Regions from separate parts of the Mus musculus genome. Here region 1 is linked to region 2. A link is a contact called in public promoter capture Hi-C data. All regions are on one chromosome and are shown on one strand. The core of a region is the stretch at or near the end of the contact, and the rest is flanking DNA. Distances in the headings are between cores, read along the strand shown.

Evidence for each region. Promoter capture Hi-C pulls out the DNA fragments that hold promoters and counts their contacts.
Region 1: a contact with region 2 is called in a promoter capture Hi-C map of hippocampal neurons, with 2.0 times the contacts expected there. The contact joins the promoter of Mstn here to the enhancer-like site in region 2. A contact is called at or near these places in 12 of 39 promoter capture datasets (the 3T3-L1 cell line, 3T3-L1-derived adipocytes, the HPC-7 cell line and 7 more) and 2 of 9 other capture datasets (adipose tissue and liver).

Annotation. Positions count from the first base shown.
Region 1 is chr1:53,059,232-53,063,842 of GRCm38.p6, reverse strand. It overlaps Mstn (myostatin), which reads right to left and starts at 2,203. Exons shown (of 3, transcript NM_010834.3): 1 at 1,702-2,203. The coding sequence starts at 2,077.
Region 2 is chr1:52,984,917-52,989,498 of GRCm38.p6, reverse strand. It overlaps a transcript of 1700019D03Rik not described here. Among named protein-coding and RNA genes, the nearest start is that of 1700019D03Rik, 34 kb to the right of the region's middle. Within about 2 kb of position 2,593, at least 20 of the 459 cell types and tissues checked have an H3K27ac peak or open chromatin away from gene starts, as enhancers often do. A contact at or near this core is called in hippocampal neurons, where this site is marked.

The DNA.
Region 1 (4,611 bases), core at 954-3,453, 75 kb before region 2:
ATCAAAACACAAATAAACTCACTCCTTAACATCAGCTGTTGGGGTAGTGTGTACGTATGTGGTCTTTTAAAATAAAATATTATGTGGAACTTCATTCATAGTTCAGAAGAAACATCAGAGAAAATAGTTGCTCTAGCTTTTCAGAATTTTTTTTTTTGACATCTGTATTTTCACCTGTTTATGTAGATTCTACTCCCCTTCCAGAGAACTCTGGGCTAAGGGATATTTTGTAAAAGAATGAACAGCACATGAAATTTTCAAGTGATGATGATTAGAGACTAAGAGACAGCGTGCCGGAACGTCCACTTAGAATTCTTTGGGAATCTGAGCAGTTACACTCACTGAGCAGCTGTACCAGTCAGTCTGGAGGAAGGAACCCTTCCCCCAGGCCTCAATTACCTGGAGACAAGACACAGGGAGCGATTTAACCAACCTCAGAAATGGCAAACAATATAATACATCTGTGACACTTGGGCTCTGGAAGAGCTATTCCAAGGAACAACAAAAACTTAATTAGCAAAAACCTCAGAGGTCATGCTCAAGCTATCTAAAAAATCAGAAAGCAGTGGCCTTGGGGCCAGCCTCTCACTGCAAGTTCAGCACTAACAATTGCTTTTCCAAACCCCATGTAAATAAGGGAGACTTTTTCCTGAACTGTTTGATCCAAGAGTCATAAATGAAAATTATCTGCTGTATCGTAACCTGACCGCTTAGGAAAGGGCTGGTTTGAAACTGTGTCATGTCTGGTTTTAAGTGTTTAAAGCATGGTATTAAAGCAAGATCTCAGACACATGGCACAGAAATCTTTCGTGTTCTGCCTGCTCTCTAAGGCTACCTGACTTGCTTTTCGGAGAACTCAAACAGGAACTGCCTGAAATGTATTATCTCCCAGAAGCAATGTGGCAGTTATAGGTAACGGTCCTCACCCTCCCTCTCATAAAGAATTAAATCTTTTAGAGGGTTACCGATCACTGTTCCTGCCTGGACGCTCACAGCCAGGACGCTCTCAGTGCGGTGCTATGAAGGGGCACAGGAGCATTTCACACCATGACCTCCCAGTTAATGCTCATTTCCTGAGTGTTTTCTGATACTCGGTCCTGAGTATTATTTTGCTATGCCTGCTTCATCGTGGCTCATGATAATGCATTTAATATTTAACTTCTTTAACTTTCCAGTGCAGTAGCTTTCACAATTAATATTCTAGCTTGTCAAGAGCATAGAAGCTCTGAGACTGACAGTTTTAAATAACAGAAAGCACTCTAACTGTGGAACAGTGTTCAAATAAACATCCAGCAGAGATCTCTCTTTAGTGTGAGTCAGGGGGAAACTAGTGCACATTTTAGACAAATGTAATTGTAAATTTCTCATGCTTTAACACTGCCTATAGAATCTCACAGTCCTTACATTATAGTGTGAGACTCTGAACACACAAGCATTCTACATTTTCCGCATAAAATTAAATACTATTAAAGCTGAGCCAGCATATTAACTTTGAGCTATTTGGCACTGCCAGGAAACAAGCAAGACAGATTTCATTGTCGGTATGTTTCTCAGGAAATCTTGGGGAAAAAAAAATCTCCTTTCTCTGCTACTTACATATAAGCCAACAGCTTGTTAAAAGCCTGAAAATAGATCTGTTTCTCATAAACACTAGGACAGCAGTCAGCAGAACTGTTGATATACTTTAACAGATATACTTACACTCTGTAGGCATGGTAATGATTGTTTCCGTGGTAGCGTGATAATCGTCATCTTCCAAAGAGCCATCACTGCTGTCATCCCTCTGGACGTCGTACTGATCGATCAGTTCCCGGAGTGGAGGCGCTCTTGGCAGAAGTTGTCTTATAGCATCTTTGCTGATGTTAGGAGCTGTTTCCAGGCGCAGCTTACTGAGGATTTGAATTTTTATGGCTTCTATTCTGGAGTACCTCGTGTTTTGTCTCCACGCACATGCATTACACAGCCCCTCTTTTTCCACATTTTCTTCTCTCTCACTGCCCTCATTTAGATCCACTGGGCCAGCAGCAATCAGCATGAACAGGTAAATATAAACATACATTTGCAGTTTTTGCATCATTTTAAAAATCAGCACAATCTTTTTTTTTCCCTTGTTCTTATTTCTTCTTTTTGCTTTTGAGTAATGCCAAGTGAAATATTAGTGCATGTACCGTCCGAGAGACAACCTGCCACGCCAGGGAGTCCTGTATACTGTATTCCAAGTGGCTTTTTATATTCCAACTTAGAGGAGACAAGTGTCGTCAGGATCTATGATTGGCTCCTGCTCCACAATGAATCTCGCTGTCAGAGGTTAAAACCCTGTCTGTCACAAGTCACCAAGCAGTATTTTGTTACAGTCGAGGGCAAGCTGATTCATTTGACTACTTCATAAATGAAATAAATCCCCAAATCATGAAAGATATATGTGACATTTGATAAATTGAAGTCTGTGTACTAATATAAACTGTACTTAAAGCTTATTAATCTCTGTAAAACTCTTGCTATCATTTAAGTTAGTAATTTTTAATTTAGATTTTGTGTTTAAAATAGAAAATGTTAATCCTTTAAGACTTGGAGTGCTGTTTTGTTACTAAAACAAATATTTGAGGGAAAAAATATGCGTTAAGTGCTGGGTAATTAGAGAAGTAAAAACTAGGAAGAGCTGACTTAATTTAAAGAAAGCTGAGTTTGTGACCCTGCTAAAAAGTTGCATCAGTAATTTGAGGAGCTTGTTTTCATGGCTTATTTGTCAGGACATATTACAAACCAGTCCTGGGACGTTTCTGTGTACATGGGTTTACTTTTGATAGCTTAATGGCTTTGACTAACATAAAACCTGTGCTTGATTTCAGCTTATAAGTATTGCTATTTTCTATTACAGAGATACAGACTAAAGACTGAGTGTTGCTTTTTTTTTTTTTTTTTTTTTTGATTGCCAACAGAATCCTGTCAGCGAGGAGGCCAGGCTCTGTACTTAGGCCGAGTAGATAATGGATTTTTGTAAGTAGCGCTGGAGCATTATTTCAGTTTGACTCAGACTTCCAGGGCTGACAGTAAAGTGCAATCTGTGTTCTCTGTGAATGATGTCAGGTCCCGTGAGCACACAAAGAGCAAGTCGCATGTAGAGGGGTGTCCTTTGTTGCGTTCCCATACTGTCACAGGCTAGCACCCCTTTGCCAGCGTCTCATTTTGACCAGAGGGCAGACACCTGGCAGGGATCTGGGCTAGAGTCTAGGGCAGAGAATGGTGCTTTTTGTTCTCTGAATTTAAGTGGCCTCTGCAAGGATCAAACTTTCACCCTTGGCTTTAGGAGCCACAAGATCGAATGGGGTGAACTCTTAAAGAGCTGAACAAACACAGCAGCAGGGACAGAGGACGCTTCCAGGCCACAGAGTTCCTCCTCCTGTTTGGGAAGCTGAGGAGTCTTTAGAATTTTAATTCATTACTCCCCTTACACACACCCCAAGAGACTATGGTGGCTTGTATCAAATATTTATTTTTAGGTCACCACCATTCCTGTACAGTATACACCCAATTTACTGCCTCAGTGAACTAAAATGCAGCTCAGTAGCTTGAAAAGTTAATGCATTTTCATCAAATTTTTAAGAGGCATCTATATCTCTTGAGGAAAAAAAAAGTGGGCTTCCATAATGTACTAGATTTGCCCACCATTAAAGATGAAGGAAAACCAGACACAAAGCAGACACCCTGAGGTGATCTGGCCCTCTTTATACAAGACAATATTAGAGCAGGCCTATAAAGTCAGATTTGTCTGGAAAATTCATTTTTCTGCATAGAATTCTTTTCGATGTCATAATTATCATTACACATGCTGCTATATACCTCAGAGGAAATTGATCCTGTGATTTTTTTTTTTTTTAGACTGTACTGCCATTGTGAGCTGAGACTGAAGAGTCAAATAAACCTGAGTTCAAATCTCAATTTTGCCTCTTCTAAGTCGATGACAAAGACGGCACAGTACTTAGCTTCTCTTATCTTTAGTTTCTCAACTAAAGGGGTTTGAGGCATATAATTTAGCAATATAAGTAGCTAAATGTAGTCCCTTTCATAGGTAATTAATACTTGAAGCAGAAGGGCTTGCTCTTTGTTTCAAGCCTTTTACTTCAAATTATCCTCAAGTGCTTCAGATGAAGGCAAGGGATTCGCAGCCTGCAGGACATCTCACTAGGCCTAGGAACTGAGCTCACCTACATGTTTCAGATTGCCAGCAAAATAATAATAACGACGACAGAGGCGTTTGCCAGCTACCCAGATTCCCCACTGAGCCTGGGCAGGGCAGGGCAAAGCCTGAGCCATTCACTCAGCTCTGACTTTATGAACAAATGCCCTTTATTTATTTCCTTGTTTGTTTATTTTCTTTTATTTTGCCTATTTATTACCATGTTATTTACTTTCTTGTGCTTTTAACTGCCCGTGCTGTCTGCTGCTTTCTGATAATAGCACTGAAACTCCAGGGCAGCTTCTTTTAAGCACAGGGGAGAATGGAGAATGGAGCCCGCTGGGGTCAGGGTGTGTGTGTACTTAATGCTTAATAGTTTACAGACTCTCAGTTTGAGAGAGAAAATCATCCAGGTAGACAGGGTAGAGGCTGAG
Region 2 (4,582 bases), core at 1,344-3,843:
TACGTTCAAGTAGTAGAACATCTGTGTAAACCTAATCTGAATCCATTCCAGAGAAGTTGCTTGTAAATCCACTTGTATTTTTCTAAGATTGTACCGGAAATACTTTTGTTAACCTTTTTTTTTTTTTTTTTCTGAGATGGGGTTTCTCTGTGGAGCCCTGGCTGTCCTAGAACTAGTTCCTTAGTCCAGGAAGGCCTTGAACTCACAGAAATCAGTCTACCTTTGCTTCTTGAGTGCTGTGATTAAAGCCTCTACCACCCAGCCTTGTTTTAACTTTCCCTTCTCTGGACTCTCCCCCACAGGCCTGGGAGGCCACAGGTCTACACACTGCTGAGAGCAAGGGAGATTGTTGCATGTGATACATGAAGGCTTCATTTAACAGCCAATTACTTTATGAGAAATTTTTTAAAAGCAAATACCTAAGATATAGAGTTTGTGCACATATATTTATGTAAAACAGCAAGAAAACTTATCAAAACTTCGGAGAACAGTTCAAGTAACATTCACAGTGGAAAAATGAGGAGGCAGTGGTCAGTCTGAAGTGCAGAATACAGTTTTCTCTTTCGAAGAAGGAAGTTCTGCTTCTCAGTGTGGGTAAGCAGCTTCATCGTGCTCAGTTTAGATCTAAACTATGTATTAAGGACTTGGTTTCTAGGGAGGAGCTTTAACAGACCCAGCCCAGTGAGGTGTCGTTAGGTCACTGGGAGCATGCCCTGTGAGGAGGGTGGTGAGACCCTGGCATTTTCCCTGGCTTGTATTTTTTCCAAGCTTTACTTGAAAAGGAGTGCAGACATCCCGAATAATGTTCTCTAAGACTCCCATGCAATTGGGATTCTATTTCTCTTCTGAAGAAGACATACCCCCACTGGAACTTCAGTCACTGTAACAAATACCCTGGAATCATCAACTTATAATGAAAGAGAATTTACTAGACATACAGCGCTGGAGGTTTTAGACCATGATTGACTGGCCTCGGCAGGAGTGTGATCCACCCAGATGCCAAAAAATGAACCAAATCCACTGAGATGCCAAAAAGTACCAAATCTTCTGAGATCGCTCCCCACCCACAAATAGCCGATTGGTCTAAAAAACATAAAGTGCTTAAAATGTACAGAAAATATTTTACGTGAAATTAAGCCTGGTAATAGTCAAAGTGGTTATTTAGTTACAGATGAATTGATCATATATATATATATATATATATATATATATATATATATATATATATGATGTATATAAGTATATTCTGAAACTATAGAATCTGTGTGTAATCTGTTGTCCTTATCCAAGAAAGGAACTAAGGAGTTAAAATGTGGAGGGTGTCATGAGATGGCTCTGGAGTTCCCCCATGCTGCCTCTGCTGGGATTGGCCATGTGACCTAGAAACCTGTGGGAGTTAGGATATTTCAACTGTACAAATAATGCATAGTTATGATTCTCACATGGCTTTAGAGAGTGCCTCAGTTGTACTACAGTCACTAATACACACATTACCTGTCACAGATACCTAGTTTTTTTATATATTGCTAAATATATAAATATATTTACAGGATACATATATGCACTCACATACTCCATGCACACAGGTTTTGTGATACATGTGCTGCAAAACAAGCCAAATAAGCTAAGACCTCAGTATAAACTCACACAGCAAAGCAAGTGTTCTAATAACATAAGCACTGAAGCTTGGCAAGCCCATCCTAAGACTAGCTGTAGCTTTTCAATATTTCCATCCACATCTTGTGGGCATGCCACTCGGTGGATGCTGGTGTTTATGCATGACATCTCCTAGAGTTGTGCCGAAAAGAGCTGGCATATATGCAGTTCTGTTTCTGAACATGGGCATTCATCTTTTAACCTAAGGACACAAGGATATCTGCATCAGTCATCACAGTGGCAGTCCGGTTTCTCATAATGTTCTGCAGTTGGTATGTGCTACTTATGGAATCAATCTGCATCTATCTTAACTGGCATGGGTTTTGCTTTGGTATAAATCAGTATGTGCATTTGTCTTGTTCTGTAAGAGCTGTAGAGCACTGTTTTACATATCTTGTAATTTAATTAGTCTATTAATTTCAGAGTAACAGTTAACTCTTTGCTCGAGTGTGAGGCTGTATAGTGAAAAGCTATAGTTTCCCTTCTTTTATGCTGAAATTTTTCCATTGGAAATTGAATCCATAAATTATTTTTTATAATTAAAAAATATATAGACAAAATAAAAATGAATTTTAAATATCTTTATACACTGATATAGAAAATGGAAATTATTTTGAGTATCTTTATGACCTGTTTGACTGACACACTCATGTCCAGCCATCAACACGTTTTTAAAAGCCAGTAAATACTTGCTATATGCCAGCAACTAAATTGTCCTCTTTAAATATAAAAGCCCATTTCAGGTTTTTTAGACTTTTTTCTTTAAAACAATCCGTTTTCAATATGAACAACAAAAGGCTGTTCTAAGGTCATGAGAGGAGAGGTGATTCATATATATATATATAGGATATTCTAATTTTAGTACTCGGTAGGGTGCAGCATCTGTCAGAAAAGAGAACAGAGCCATCCTGTGAGCAAGAAACAGAAGCTGACAAGCAAATGAGGAGGCAGGGAGCTGTGTGCTGTGTAATCACCGATATTCTAAAGAGCCTGTGGGCTAACTAGGTCCGGAGAGCATCTCCATAAATAGTCTAGTAGACCAGACTCGCCCCTAGAGGAGACCTTGGAGCTGGAAACACTTGCTCTCTGGGCTTCCTCCTCCTCAGTGCCCTGCCTGCAGACAGTATGGCTTCCCATCTAGCTTGAGAGATGTTCTCTCTGACTGCTAATGTCCTTCCCAGGGCCCTGTTCTACATCCTCGTCCATGTTTGTCTTTTTAGAACCAGCTGGGTTTGGGGGCCTTGGGATATTGGGGGCGAAGCATGAGGCAGTTCCTTGGACCAAATTTTAGACCATCTAAAACCAAGCGAAGTTAAGTGACTTACCCCAAGACACAAAGATTTTACAAACCATTGTGCAGCTTGTAAGATCTTATTTTGTTTCTCACCGTTCCCCTTAACTGTTTTTTTGATTCGATGTTTTCTTTATTTAAATTTCAAATGCTTTCCACTTTTCAGGCAAGTCTTCCCTTTGGAACTCCCCCTTCCCACCCCTTTTCCCCTGCTTCTACAAGAGTGTTCACCCCCACACCCACCCACTCCAGTCCTCCTGCCCTGGCATTCCCCTACACTGGGGCATCGAACACTCTCAAGGCCCAAGGGCCTCTCCTCCCACTGATATCCAACAAGGCCATCCTCTGCCACATATGTGTCCAGTGCCATGGGTTGCTCCACGTGTATTCTTTGGTTGGTGGTCCAGTCTCCGGGAGCTCTAGGGGGTCTGCCCTATTGACACTGTTGCTCCCTCCATGGGGCTGCAAATCCCTGCAGCTCCGTCAGTCCCTTTTCCAACACCTCCATCAGGGACCCCAGAGCTCACTCCAATAGTTGGCTTCAAGCATCCACGTCTGTATTTGTCAGGCTCTGTCAGAACCTCTCAGGGGACAGAAATATCAGACTTCCATCAGCAAGCACTTCCTGGCATTCATAGTAGCGTCCCAGTTTGGTGGATTTATATGGGATGGATTCCCAGGTGGGGCAGTCTCTGGATGGCCTTTCCTTCAGTCTCCACACTTTGTTTCCATATTTCCTCCTGTGAGTATTTTGTTCACCCTTCTAAAAGGCAATGAAGCATCCACATTTTGGTCTTTGTTCTTCTTAGAATCTTTGGTATTCCCAGCTTTTGGGTTAATATCCACTAATCAGTGGATATTACATACCACATGTGTTCTTTTGTGACAGAGTTACTTCACTCAGGTTGATATTTTCAAGTTCTATCCATTTGCTTAAAATTTTTCATGAAGTCATTGTTTTTAATAGCTGAGTAGTAGTACTCCATTGTATAAATGTATCACATTTTCTGTGTCCATTGCTCTGTTGAAGGACATCTGGGTTCTTAACAGCTTCTGGGTATTATAAATATAGCTGTTATAAACATAGTAGAGCATGTGTCCTTATTACATGTTGGAGCATCTTCTGGGTATATGCCCAGGAGTGGTATAGCTAGATCCTCAGAAAATATTATGTCAAGTTTTCTGAGGAACTGCCAGACTGATTTCCAGAGTGGTTGTACCAGTTTGCAATCCCACCAGCACCACCTCTTTCTCCACATCCTTGCCAGTACCTGCTGTCACCTGAGTTTTTCATCTTAGCCATTCTGACTGGTGTGAGGTGGCATCTCAGGATTGTTTTGGTTTGCATTTCCCTGATGACAAAGGATGTTGAACATTTCTTTAGGTGCTTCTCAGTCCTTTGAGTTTCCTCAGTTGAGAATTCTCTGTTTAGCTCTGTTCCCCATTTTTAATAGGGTTATTTGGTTCCCTGGAGTCGAACTTCTTGAGTTCTTTGTATATATTGGATATTAGCCCCTCCATCGGATATGACACTGGTAAAGATCTTTTCCCAAACTGTTGGTTGCTGTTTTGTCCTATTGACAGTGTCCTTTGCCTTACAGAAGATTTGCAATTTTATGTGGTCCCATTTGTAGA